3 separate regions of the Mus musculus genome follow, and regions 1 and 3 are each linked to region 2. Evidence: chromatin contacts called from public Hi-C data. All regions are on one chromosome and are shown on one strand. Each heading gives the region's core, a stretch centred on a gene start, on an enhancer-like site or on the middle of the called end of the contact. The rest is flanking DNA. Distances are from core to core; before and after follow the strand shown. Region 1 overlaps Ccdc15 (coiled-coil domain containing 15). Region 2 overlaps Slc37a2 (solute carrier family 37 (glycerol-3-phosphate transporter), member 2). Region 3 holds the start of Pknox2 (Pbx/knotted 1 homeobox 2).

Region 1 (4,318 bases), core at 1,502-4,001, 99 kb before region 2:
AAGTAGTCATAAGATACCCTTGGCACATGCGCAGATTATTTGTTTACCACTTAGAACACAGCTGTCAGCGCCATCTTGTAACGGCGAATGTGGGCGCGGCTCCCAACAGCTTTGATCTGGTATTTTCTCACTATGCTCCCTTTCTACCCTTCTGGAATTGCAGTGTATATCCTGTGTCATTATATGTTGGAAATATGTAATCTGCTTTTCATTTTGATTTTATAGGGGGTTATAGTTAAGAGATTGCATGAATGTCAGAAGAGATTTTGAACTTTGGACTTTTAAACAGTGGTGAGCCGGTTAAAGACCATAGGACTTTTGAAGTTGGATTTAATGCATGCCTGAATTTTGATATGGCTACAAGCCTATAGTGGCCAGGGAGTGGAATGTGATGGTTTAAAAGGAAATAGCCCCCTTAGGGAATGGCACTCTTAGGACGTGTGGCCTTGCTGGAGGAAGTGGTCACTGTGAGAAGGCTTTGACGTCTCAGATGCTCAAGCCATACCTAGTATGGCAGTCATTTCTTAATGTCTGCTAATCTAGATGTAGAACTCTCAGCTACCTCTCCAACACCATGTCTGCCTGCCTGCTTCCTACCGTAATAATAATGGACTAAATTTTTGAACTGAACGCCAGCCCCAATGAAATGTTTTCCTTTATAATAGTTGATGTGGTCATGGTGTCTCTTCACAGCAGTAAAACCCTAAGACTGGGTCCTTGACATGGCTGTGTCCATTCAGCAATATTCATTCAGAATTTCCTCATTCCCCACAATGCTTGGTCATTATTGAATTGTCATCTATGTATAAGTAGAGAGAGTATTAAGAGAGACATGCTATCATCTTCAAATCTTGTTTTTTAAATTTCTTTTACCCCAAACTTTTTTCATTGTTTTGGGGGCATTGTGTGATTTGTAGTAATCATTTTTATAATTATTTTAATTGTCTTTTTAAAGTTTATAAATAGGAGCCAGACATGGTGATATATACTTATAATTTTAACCTTCAGGAATCAGGTTAGAAATATATAAAGTTTGAGGCCATACTGGGCCATGTAGACTCTAATAAAAAAGAAAGAAAAGAAAAAAATGAAGAATTTATTAAACTAGGCACTGGATACATTATAAGCAATATAAGAGTGAAGGATAGGTTCCGTCTTTGCCATCATGATTTTCACTATAAATTTCATTGTAATAGGACTTCTTCTGGCTTTAACACATCAGGCAGCATATAAGGGAAGACATTATATGTGTTAAGCATTGTAGGGGATATTAATAACATGTGAAATAGGACCCTCTATGGGTTTATTTTTCCAGAGAGATATACTATAGTCTGTTATACTCCAAAGGTTGTGCCATGGGAACTCTAAAATTTTAAATTATAAGGGAAGAGTACAGGGAGAATTCCTGCAAGAGACAGAATTGAACTGTTTATTTTCAATTGGTATGCTGAACTGAATTGATAAATTTGACGTTTTGAGATAAGAACAGTAAAAAGTGTAGAATCTGTAATATGCTTGGTTTTGTCTACAATAAGTGATGAAGCCTCCAGTTAGTATTTTATGAAGGAAAAGAACAGAAATGAGGTGAGGTAGGAAATCAGGTTATAAAGAATCTTAGTTTATGAAGTGAAAGTTTATGAAATGAAAGTTTAAAAATTTGTATACCTTCTCCCCTGCTTTTATTTCCTGGAAAGAGCTGACTTACAAAGGATGTTGGGTGACTTATTATTAATTTGGTCCTATGAACTTTTGCCCACACAGCCAGTAGTTGTTTTTATTCTTACTATTGCTATTGCACTTTTAATCCACTAGATGTCGTTGTGAAACCAGCCAATGAAACTGTTAATGCATTAACTCCTTTGCTTTATCTAGGACTGATTAAATAATGGCAAACACAATTAGTTTCTGAATGTTAGTGAACGTTTCCGTTTTTGTTTCTTTAAGCTGTAGAAAAATAGAATACTGGGGTTGGGGTTTTAAAGTTTTTGTTTCCTAACTTTTTATTTTATTATTTAATATGATTGGGTATTTTGCCTGTATGTACATGTCTATGCATTATGTGTGTACAGTGCGTGCAGAGGCCAGAAGAAGGCATTGGAACCCCTGGAATGGGGTTACAGAGGGTTGTGAGCTATTGTGGGTGCTCAGACTTGAACTAGTGCCCTCTGGAAGAGCAGTCAGTGCTCCTAACTGCTGAGTTGTCTCTCCAGCCTCTGGCATTGATTAGATTTAGTTTAGTTTTGTTTTGTTTAGTTTAGTTCAGTTCAGTTTGCTTTTTTTAAGACAGGGCTTCTCTTTGTAACAGCCCTGGCTGTCAAAGACATCTGCCTGCCTCTGCCTAGGGAATGCCACCAGGCCTGGCCAGCATTGGGTTTTAAAGCTTATCTGATGCTTAAATATTAAAGGACAAAATGTTTTGGCATCTGGACTATACGTGATAATATAAGCATCAGCTGTTGTCTTAATTATCTTGCTGTTGCCTTGATAAAATACCTTGACAAAAGCAACTTAGAGAAAAGGCTTATTTATTTTGGCTTAGAGGTCAGGGCAGTAGTCCATGAGGCAGCAGGCAAGGAAGGCATGGTGGCAGGAGGGGGAGGCTGGCTGTTTTCATTATGCCTGCACTCAGAAAGCAAAGTCTCTAGGAAATGCAGCTATGCTAAAACCTCAAGGTCACCTCGGTGACCTCCTTCCTCCAACAAAGCTCCTTCTTCTAAAGGCTTCATAAGCTTCTTCCTCAAGCTAGGGATCAAACATCCAAACATGAGCGTGTGTGAGACATTGGCATTCAAACCACAGGGTGCCGAGGGTTATTGGAAAAGCAGGGTTGTCTAGGAGTTAATGCTAAATCTGGGTAATATGCTTACATTTTATTAACTTAATTACACTTCCCTTAAATGGAAGGAAGGGAGGAAGGGAGGGAGGAAGGAAGTTAGTTCATAGGTTAAGGCTGCTCATCCAGAGGACTCAGGTTCAATTCCCAGCATTCACATGGCAGCTCACACCTGTCTGTAATTCCAGTTCCAGAAAATCTGATGCCCTCTTCTGACCTCTGCAGGCACTGAACACACATGGCTAACAGCCATACGTGCAGGTACAATGCCCATGCACATAAAACTAAAATGAATAAATCTTTAAAAAAAATAACAACAAAAAACAAAAATCAAAACAAAAAAACAAAAGCAAAACCACACTCAAGTGTATGAAATAAATAATTGTAATATTTTTTAAAAAGATGAAATAAAAAACATTTTTAGGGGCCAGTGGCTCAGTGTAGGAAGGCACTCACTGCCAAGCCGAGTGAGCTGAGTTCAAGCTCAAGGACCCACATAGTGAAAGGAGAAAATCAATTTCTGCAGATGGGCTTCTGGCCTTCATATTTCGACTGTGATTTGGTAGGGACACTTGTTTCAACAGGTAAAGGTGCTTGGCACCGGCCCAGTGACCTGCGTTTGTTTTCTGGGACCCATATGTTGGAAGGAGAGAACCAACTCCCACAAGTTGTCCTCAGTCCTTCAAGCATTGGCTCACATGCACACACTAAAAAAACCAACAATAATAACTTAACTGTAGTAAACTCTTAAAAAATGTGTTTTGACTAGTTTTTCTTTTTGTCTTACTATCCAACCTCCTTCTAATGCTTGATATCCCCTACCTATTGAATGGCCACATGTAATTAGGAACGGAAACTAGTAACCACAGCTCCTTTTGTTAGTACAGATATTTATCCTTACAGATTTGGATGCTGTGGTTTCATTCTTGGTTGTTTAACTGAATTTTCATTCTTACCATATAACACATTCATCTTTAGACCGTGCAGTTTAGCGTTGTTTCTTTTCAGACTATCATGGTTTGTTTTAGTTTCCTGTTTCTCATTGAAGATTTTGCTATCTTGGTTTTTAAAAATAACTTTTTAGGTAGTATATAATTAATATACTACATTAATTTCATTATGAGATTTTTATGTATATTGTTATGTTTTGCTCTTTATTGCTCTCTTCTACTGTATCCTTCTTCCTTTTGCTAGCCTGCCTCTCTTTTTCTCTCTCCCTACTTTTGCTCTCTCTAAAACCTAGATTCTTTAGAAGTGAAAATGTGGTATTTTGTTTCTTTTCTTATTATCCCCTTGTTCTTCTCTCCTTCTTAGACCTCCTCTTCTTTCTTAATCCCCTTTCCTTTCATATTGTGTGTATGTATGTGGTGCTCACATGCACATGTGTGTGCACAGATTTTGTGTGTAAATAGATTTTGTATATAAGAGAAAATGTGATAATGCATTTGTTTGAGTCTTGTTTCATTTGGCATGGTGATCTCTAGT
Region 2 (4,143 bases), core at 767-3,266:
TTCTTCCTGGCAGGCCCATTAAGAAATGGCTGGGACAAGGAGAGCTCTAGGCTGAGAACCTGAAGTCCCTGAGGTTCTTGGTTTCTCTGTACACTCACCTCTATCTAAGACCTTGGCAGACTCCTCAGGCTCTGCATCATTGAACATAATGGGGGTGTTTTCCTCAAATGCCTGTCAGGGTTGGTCTGAGGCACAGAGAGAATGAGATAGGGAGTGATGCTTTTTGTGAAGTGGCCAAATGTGGCAGAAACACTTTGTTTCCCATATTATTCTGGCTTGTTAGTGCCTGCCCAACAAGTAAAGGGGAACCCTAATTACGAACAGTAGACATGAAAGGCAGAAGCTTATTAAGTTGTGGCTTACTTTCTCTTCCATCCCACCCTCTGTTCATGCAGGTACAAACAAATTTGAGGCCTCAATTGGAAGAGCAACATGGGCCACCCCTGCTGGGTACCCAACTTATGAGCAAGAGAATGGAAGCTTCCATCACAGGGAGAGGCAAAGCCTCCTGATCTAACTGGTCTAGCCCCAAGCTACATTGCCACTAAGGAAGGGTACAGAAAACTCTATGGGAAGGGGCTGCTGAGCACCAAGCATGGGAACATGGCAGACTTCAAGGCCTGAGCTCTGGGAACTGCAATCAGAAGGAATGGGCTGAAAGCAGAAAGGAAGGACAGGTTCAGACTCTTGCTTGTTTGGATTCCAAGGCCTGGAAAAGGTGCATCTCTCCTTCCCATGTTAAATTATAAACCTCTGTAATTATCCTGTACCTATGAGGGATTTCACCTTGTTTCAAAGGTGCTGGGCCTCTCTCTCTCTCTGTTTCTGTCTCTGTGTCTGTCTCTGTCTATGAACTATTCTTTCTGTATTTCTCCAAGTAGGACCCTGTTGATCTATCCTCCACTCGATCCTGTTGATAACTCAGCCACTTTGAAGCATTAGTGCTGCCTTTGCAGAGTCAAGGCTTGGATGGGGTACGGGAGCTGTCATAAGTACTAAATGTAGGGGAACTTGCTCTCGGGCTCTTGACCGTGTCCACCCTCAGAGCCCAGTACCTTCCTTGCCTCACTCTTAAGATGCCTCAGTGGATGAAGACATCAGGGTCAGTTTGGTGAAGACTAAGGTGTTGTATACAACTGCAAATGCCAGTGTGAATTAAGCACTGGGTGCTCAAGTCATGACAGCTGTCCTTTAAGAACAAACAGGAAGTGGCTATGGGAAGAACTTAACCCTGAACATAGGTGCCAAGTTTAGCAAGAAATGAAGATACCACTGGAAACATCTGCGTAACTGCTACTGAGCAGTTGCTAGGAGACACCTTGCAGCCACCCTCTGCCTGGTGTTCTGATGCCCCTTCCTTCCGCTCTTGAGTCCTGGTTCACGACATGCCAGGCTGACTCCTGGCATTTCCGCCTGACCTCTAAGCTGCCCATCAGCACCAATACAGATTTCCTTTGCCAACTGTGCCACTGCTTATCCTTGGTAGGGCCTGGCATAGCAGCAGCCATGGGGCTCGTGAGGGGCAGTAAAGCATTGTCACATGAACAACAAAGATTGGTGTTCTGGGGCTGCGACAGCTGTCTTTCCCAGAGGGCATTGCTCATGACATTGATAACACTGTGCAATCCAGCAGGAGCCTAGACCCCCATACAAGATACATCCATTGCATTTACTAGGATGTTGTGTCAGTCAGTGTGTTAGCTAGATACACTGGCCTCAGCAATAAAATATAAAGCTCACTTGCCTGGTTCTCACTTTAGTCCTGCAGGAAGCAGTCAGTCAGGCACATCTTATCCTCAGGACCTGGTACAGGGCAGGGGCTGGCACATGGTAGTCTGCTCAGTGTTCACAAATCCCTCAAGACCAGAAAGACTGACCTTATGTGGAAAGGACAGACTTTAAGGCAAAGCTGTGTTACTTCTGTAGGCCACTAGATGGTGATAGCATCCCGTAGTAGAGTCCAGGGCAGGCAGGGTTGCTATTCCTTCCTCTGCAGAGAAGGAAGACTCTGCTTTCCTGACACAGCCTCTTGAGAGATCAGTGTGGGAGGAGTGGTTCTAGGAGGTCTTCTCTATCTCAGCCTCATTACTTACCACATTCTTCCTGTCTCCTCATCTACACAGGGGAATAACATTGCTCAAGGCATGGGACTGGTGTGAAGGGAGATAAGTGTTAGTCACACTTGCTGCTCTTGTCTCCTTTGCAGAGAAGACAGACTATGAAAATAGAAACAACACAAGCTACAAAGCAATGACCTCAGTTGAGGGCTACATCATTCATTAGTTCAGACCTGATGCGACAGGACTGGTGGGCAGGGCCAGTAGGGGCGATCCTGGTGGCTTCACGTGTGACAGTATTTGAAGGAAGAATCCAAGGGCCTTGGATGATCAATATGAAAAGGCAGTGAGAAGCAGAAGACAGAAGAAGCTAATATAAATCTTGTCATGCTGTCCTATGCTGGGATAAGGACCAGAGCATGGACACACGCACACATGCACTCCAGGCAGGCAAGAGAGTCATTAGAAAGCTTCAAAAGATTTGTGAGAGCCCAGAGCCAGGCTTCAAAAATGAAGGCTTAGGCTGGAGGTGTAAGAAGAGGGTTGGAGAAAACCCCAAAGGCTGAGGATCACCACCCCCATGGACCGTTCTGCACTCGCTTGCCAGGCCAGGTTCTCTGCACCCTCCTCATCCCCCCAACACGCCAGCTCTGCGCACAGTTTGTTCACTAGAGGCCTGGTACCTGTCTTCTCTCAGGCCTCTGCACTCACACGGGGCTAATGCAGGAACATTACCTTAATTAGTTATTCATTTAATTTAACTTCACATTTGGTCTCAATTAAGCTTAAAATGTTCTTCCTTATAGATGCTACAATAGCACGTGTAATTAAAAGGCAATAACTCTTTGTGTTTCTCCTTTAGAGACCCACTGGGAGGCTGGGCTAGTGTGTATGAGGAGTGGCAGGTGGGAAGTAGCTGGAAGGGAAAGAGCCTCTTGTAGAGCTGAGAATTTTAAGGCTTCACTGAAGGAGTGAGGAAGGACCTAAACATGGGACCAGACAGAGGGTGGGGAGGGCCGCTGCAGGGAGCCATGAGACCTAGACAAAGCAACCGACCTTGTCCACGAGGCTATGGGAATAAGGGAGGTTTGGGGGTGGAAGGAGGCCATCCTTACAGCTAAGAAATGGAACCCTATATCCTGTAGAAGGTGTAATGCCTCCCCCCCCCCAGACTGTCTACACCCTAATTCTTAGATCCCATAAATATATTGTGCTACATGATAAACGAGACTTCTTGAGATGGGTTGTCAACTGAGCCCAGGATAACTACAAGGCTCTCATGAATGACAGTGAGGCAGGGGTGGAAAACAGTGGAAGATGTTACATTGCTGATTTCTGAATGCAGAAAGGGCTCATCAACCCTGGAATGTGAGGGACTTCTAGAAGCTAAAGAATGCAAATAGGTCCTCCCCTAGAATCTCTCCTACAGTATTGTCCTTAGCCCTGTGAGACAGTAAGATAATACATGTGCATTGTTCTAAGCCATGTGAAGTTTGTAATGTTTTACAGCAGCAATAGCAAACTCATACGCATCATTAGTGCAAAACAGGCATGACCGACTTACAGTCAGAAGCATAGAAAAACTGGAGCTCCCAGTGCTGGGAAGCTGGCTCAGTGGGTAAAATGCTTGCCGGGTAAGCATGAGGACCCGAGTTTGACTCCCAGAACACGCTCGAAGAAGAAAAGTATGGGGGCAAGTTAATTGTCCAGCACTCGAGAGGCAGAAACAGGAAGATAGTAAGCTCCAGACAGTGAGAATTTACCTAAGACAAACAAAAATCAAGATGGATGGCATCTGACAATGACACCTGAGGTTAACTTATGGCCTCCACATGCATACATATCCACCAGGCATGTGCACGTGCATGAGCCAAAAACCTCAAAGATTAACAGGTATACAGGGGTGGCCACATAGCACCGAGTACAGCAGCATCCTTACCATCCTTTTAGAAATAACTCTAAAGGGGATGTGCCCTCTTTTGGCTGCTGCACAGTGCCCCAATCAGAGCTCATCAATGACATCATCTTTAAGTATACTTCAACTACTTTAACCCCCACTCCTGCCCAATTCCAGGCTTCCTCCCCA
Region 3 (4,163 bases), core at 1,617-4,116, 83 kb after region 2:
CGCACATGCGTATAGACAGGTCCTAATTTGGGGAAGAGGATTTTTTTTTCCTAAACAGAATTACTCTGTGTAGCCCTGGCTGTCCTGGAACTCACTCTGTAGACCAGGCTGGCCTCAAACTTAGAGATCTGCTTGCCTCTGCCTCCCAAGTCCTGGGATTAAAGTTGTACCCCACCACCCCCAGGCAGGTCCTAAATTTTAATGCATAGGATGGCACAGGCAGGATTCAGCTGGGCCATTGTCTGAACACATCTGGAGTGTCAAAGAACTTCCTGGTGTGGACTGTTCATCGGAAGGACAGACAAATAAGAACAGGTGGAACAAAAATAATACCCAGGAGAATCTTAAGAACTCCAGTGTGCAGGTGTGTGTGTGTGTGTGTGTGTGTGTGTGTGTGTGTGTTTAGGGACTGCTAGGATCTGCAGGAACCTGCTTGGTTATACTAATGCACTGTTAAATCATAGGGCAAGTGTGTGTGAGATGAGAAAGACATTCTTACTTATAGCCTGGAACCAATTCTACAAACTTAAAGTCTAATCTATCTCTTCATGGACAGACCCAGGATTTAGATGTGGCACCCATGAATTTAACATATTGACAAATGGTTATTAATTATTCACTAGCTGGGTCATCAGCTGGGGTCCTGGATGGCTTTTTTTTTAACTGCTTTACAAATTAAGTTTGTCTCCCTTTACACGAATTAAGGAGGGAATTGAAGAGGGAGCGGTAATGTGGGTCTCTGACTCCCTGTTTATTCTCACCACTACTTTCTAGTGGTAGACATAAGCCAAATATTCCTTTCCAACCATTATTTAAAAAAAGGATGGTTACATGTTAGATCATCTCTTCTTTTTAAAGCCTTTGCAAGCTACAAAGCAAGCTGTAGTGACTAAAAGTTAGTGTGCATTTTAAAGTTAGTAAAGGATATTACTGGCTAATGTGCTATTTGAAAAGACTCCACAAGTCAATCGTTGATGTCCATGGGTCTGATGTCTTAAAGAACAAGTTGACATCGGAATTGTACTTTAGAAAATGAGGACTGTGGTAAGTATGAGTGGGTAGTATATGGCTTTTGTCTGTATGCTCACTGGCACTTCTCTGATGAACTAAGTATTTACTATCAGCCCATTCTCCATCTGAATCTACTGGCCAGCAACCTCCAAAGGAGAGCAACCCCTTCTCCAGAGGTCCCTGGCAGAGTCAAAGGGATCGCTCCTCTCCCAGTCTATGCAATGCATTTCCCTCTGCGACTTTATGGCAGGCTGACCTCCAGCCTCTGGGTCAGTGAGTCTGGTGTTTCTGTACTACATAAAAAGGGCAAGTGGATTCATTATTATTATATTATTATACAATGTGAAATATATACTAGCAATTATGCTGTCAGGAGCCACAGTCTTTGACCACAGATCAGAGGTTGGGGTGACATAACTCTACCTAGTGAAAGTCTTTAGGGAGTCCATGGGAAGATGTTTCAACCCCATCTGTAGCAGTGGATCTATAGGTGAAAGCCCCCTCCCCGTCCCACAGGAACATTGCAGGTGAATGTGGAGTTGCTGGCAGGACCTGGATAAAGAGCACATCTGGAATGTGATGCAGACGTCTCTGAGCCTTTGGATCTAATGATACTTCTCATTTTTGCCGGAATCCGAGGCAGGGGAGGAATGACCCAGAGGCTTGGAATGGAGCAAAGGGTAACCTCCCTCTGCTGGGGTTAGATCCTTTTCTGGGAACCTGACTGTCTGGATTCCCTCTTAGCTTTTCCTTAACTTTCAGTGACTTTGTTTAGGCTTCAGCCAGGCTCCTTTCCTGGTGTGAGAGTCACAGGATTCATTGTCACCTGCCTGTGGCCTGAAACCGCTTCTCAAGGGGGGCAGAAGGGATTCTCTGGTCCTCTGTGTAGGAGCTGAGCCAGTCTGCATCCTGAGTGGCTGAGCCTATACTTGGCACTCAGTAGGAAAGTCATCTTTGTTGACTAAATGGAGACATGCATGGTTGCACTGGCTTGATTTGGCTTTTCATTGTAGAAGTGACTTGGGTGAGGAGCCTGTTTGGTGTATGGAACAGATTGGACCACCCCAGCAAGCCCAAGCTGAAACAGTACTCCCCTCACCTTACGGTGCCCAGCCTCCGGGACACACTGGCTGGCTAAGCAGTTTTAAGAATGAAACAGCAGTGGCTTCCAAGCACTTGCCTGACATTTGCCAAGGGATAGCTTCTGATAAGGCTCTTTCCCTTGTTATCTTGCCCCTGAACCACCCCATCAACCCTCGGATGAACCAAGCGTCAGAGGAAGCCTACAGCAGGGGGAAAAAAAAAAGCTCTTGAGACCAGGGATAACTAACCACCTGAGCACCTTTGCTGGGGCCAAGGTAATGAGAATTATTCAAATGCAATCATAAAAATGAGGCCAGCCGGGCAGGAATGGGGTGGGGGTGTGATGGAGAGAACGTTTCTTGCCAGTTTGAAGATTCCTATTTTCTTGGGGTTCTCTTGAGGTACACAGAAAATTTCACCTCCTCTCAATCTCTTCAGCACCTGGTGTCTTGGAACTCGTCACCAGTTGATCGCTAAGGAGGACACCGGGTAGGGGTGCGCCTGCATTTCTGGGGTTCACTGCATCACCTCTGTCAGGCAACCCCCAGGTCTGGGCGCCTGCTGCCTCTCTCCAGCAGCAAGCAGGCCAGAGCCTGATGTCTGAGCCGAGCCTCCAGTAGAGGGAGACACTCTAGCAGCTCCTCGCCTGGGAAGCGGCCGGGTCCAGGAGTGGGTGGGGGCTATGGGGGGGGGGGAGAAAGGGGGAGTGGGGAGAGGGGAGGTGTGCGCGCGCGGGGAGGGGGGGGGAGGGAGTCCGGGGGGCGGGTCCCTGTGCCGCTGACGTCCCGAGCAGTGCTGGGAAGTATAGGCTGTGTTGTCACGCCGGTGTCAGTCTGATGAAGATTGGCATCAGGTAAGCTGTCATTCATTTCCATGTCAGAGACGCTTTTGCAGGCGGCGGCGGCGGCGGCGGCTGCTGCTGCGGGCGGCTGCCTCAGAGCGCGTGTGTTTTATTCCAGTCCCCAAGCCAGAGTATTATTCATTGCGACAGGGCAAGGAGGAGAGAGGGAGAGAGGGAGGCAGCAGGGAGGAGAGAGAGGGAGGCAGCAGGGAGGAGGGAGGCAGGGAGCAGAGAGGGACGGCGGGAGCGTGCAGAGAGAAGCTGGGGAAGCGCCGGGAGAGCGCGGAGCGAAGCCGCGCGAGGGGAGGCGAGGCTGGGCGAGGAGGCGGCGAGAAGCGCGCGGCCCACCCGCTCCCGGACCCGGCCGGTGCGCAGCTCCGTGCCCGCCTCGCTGCCGCCGCCTCGCCCCGCTCCCCTCTGGCCCAGGGCCGGGCGTGCATTGTTTGCGGTCGCAAGCAGCTGGGCAGCGGACTCAGAGCGCAGCGGCCCTAGAGCCTGTAGCGGGCGGGCTGGAAGCCGTGCACCCGGAGCTTCCCGGGACTCGAGCCCAGGGACGAGCGCGTCGGCCGGAGTCCCTGCGCAGGCGGCTCCTGGCTAGGCGCTCGGTGGGGGCGAGGCTGGGAACTGCGGGCGGGCTTCGGTTCTCCTTTCCCGGGCTCCAGGAGCCCTGTGGCTGGAGCTTCCTAGGTGTCACCAGCCCCGAGCTGCCTTCGAGTGGTTGGAAGCGGGAGCAGCCCTAGCCTGCGGCCGGGTGGCTGGAGTCAAGCAGTGGCGGCCGCGTCCTGCCCGGCCCGGGGAGGCAGGGAGAGTAGAGGTTTACCGGAGGATCAGTGGGGACAGGGGAACATGTGTGTGTGTGTGTGTATGTATGTGTGTGTGTATGGGGGGGGGGGAGGTGTTAGTCAGAGAAACCAGAACCCGAGGGGCGACGCTCAGGGACTCTAACTAGGAGTAGGAGGAGAATTTGTAGGGTCACTGGCTCTCTACGTATTGTTGGGTCTTTTGGGCGGGGAGGGGAGGATTAGGGGTCCTTGGCGAAGAGCTAGAAGATAAATTCGTAAAAGGGGGGGAGGTGGGCACGGAAAGCGTCCCGAGAAGAAAGCCGATGGGGATGGGGCAGGGTCCTGAATGTGCCGCGCGAAGTTTCTGTTTCTTTCGGGTTAGGCTGGCTTCCAAAGCCAAGGAAGAAACGAGCGCAGTGGGCCGCGCTGTCTGGAGAGTCCTTCAC

What was found. A called contact is a pair of places that touch in the nucleus more often than the background predicts.
Region 1: a contact with region 2 is called in a Hi-C map of the P5424 cell line, with 2.1 times the contacts expected there. The contact joins two enhancer-like sites. A contact is called at or near these places in 3 of 15 datasets of contacts at CTCF or cohesin (the NIH/3T3 cell line, large pre-B cells and pro-B cells), 25 of 484 Hi-C or Micro-C datasets (the 3T3-L1 cell line, the C10 cell line, the C2C12 cell line and 18 more) and 5 of 115 datasets of contacts at active chromatin or transcription factors (CD8 T cells, double positive thymocytes, embryonic stem cells and 2 more).
Region 3: a contact with region 2 is called in a Hi-C map of cerebral cortex, with 6 times the contacts expected there. The contact joins the promoter of Pknox2 here to the enhancer-like site in region 2. A contact is called at or near these places in 18 of 39 promoter capture datasets (the 3T3-L1 cell line, 3T3-L1-derived adipocytes, cranial neural crest and 9 more), 2 of 15 datasets of contacts at CTCF or cohesin (the NIH/3T3 cell line and stem cell-derived epiblast-like cells), 32 of 484 Hi-C or Micro-C datasets (the C2C12 cell line, DN3 thymocytes, the HL-1 cell line and 17 more), 9 of 115 datasets of contacts at active chromatin or transcription factors (craniofacial prominence, double positive thymocytes, embryonic hindbrain and 4 more) and 3 of 9 other capture datasets (adipose tissue, liver and pancreatic islet).

Annotation. Positions count from the first base shown.
Region 1 is chr9:37,327,159-37,331,476 of GRCm38.p6, reverse strand. The region is part of intron 4 of Ccdc15 (coiled-coil domain containing 15); the gene reads left to right. Among named protein-coding and RNA genes, the nearest start is that of Gm34885, 17 kb to the right of the region's middle. Within about 2 kb of position 2,751, at least 4 of the 459 cell types and tissues checked have an H3K27ac peak or open chromatin away from gene starts, as enhancers often do. A contact at or near this core is called in the P5424 cell line, where this site is marked.
Region 2 is chr9:37,227,909-37,232,051 of GRCm38.p6, reverse strand. Slc37a2 (solute carrier family 37 (glycerol-3-phosphate transporter), member 2) reads left to right here. Exons shown (of 19, transcript NM_001145960.1): 19 at 396-2,903. Among named protein-coding and RNA genes, the nearest start is that of Tmem218, 22 kb to the right of the region's middle. Within about 2 kb of position 2,016, at least 137 of the 459 cell types and tissues checked have an H3K27ac peak or open chromatin away from gene starts, as enhancers often do. A contact at or near this core is called in DN3 thymocytes, the P5424 cell line, Sertoli cells and 8 more, where this site is marked.
Region 3 is chr9:37,146,025-37,150,187 of GRCm38.p6, reverse strand. Pknox2 (Pbx/knotted 1 homeobox 2) reads left to right here and starts at 2,866. Exons shown (of 13, transcript NM_001029838.2): 1 at 2,866-2,947.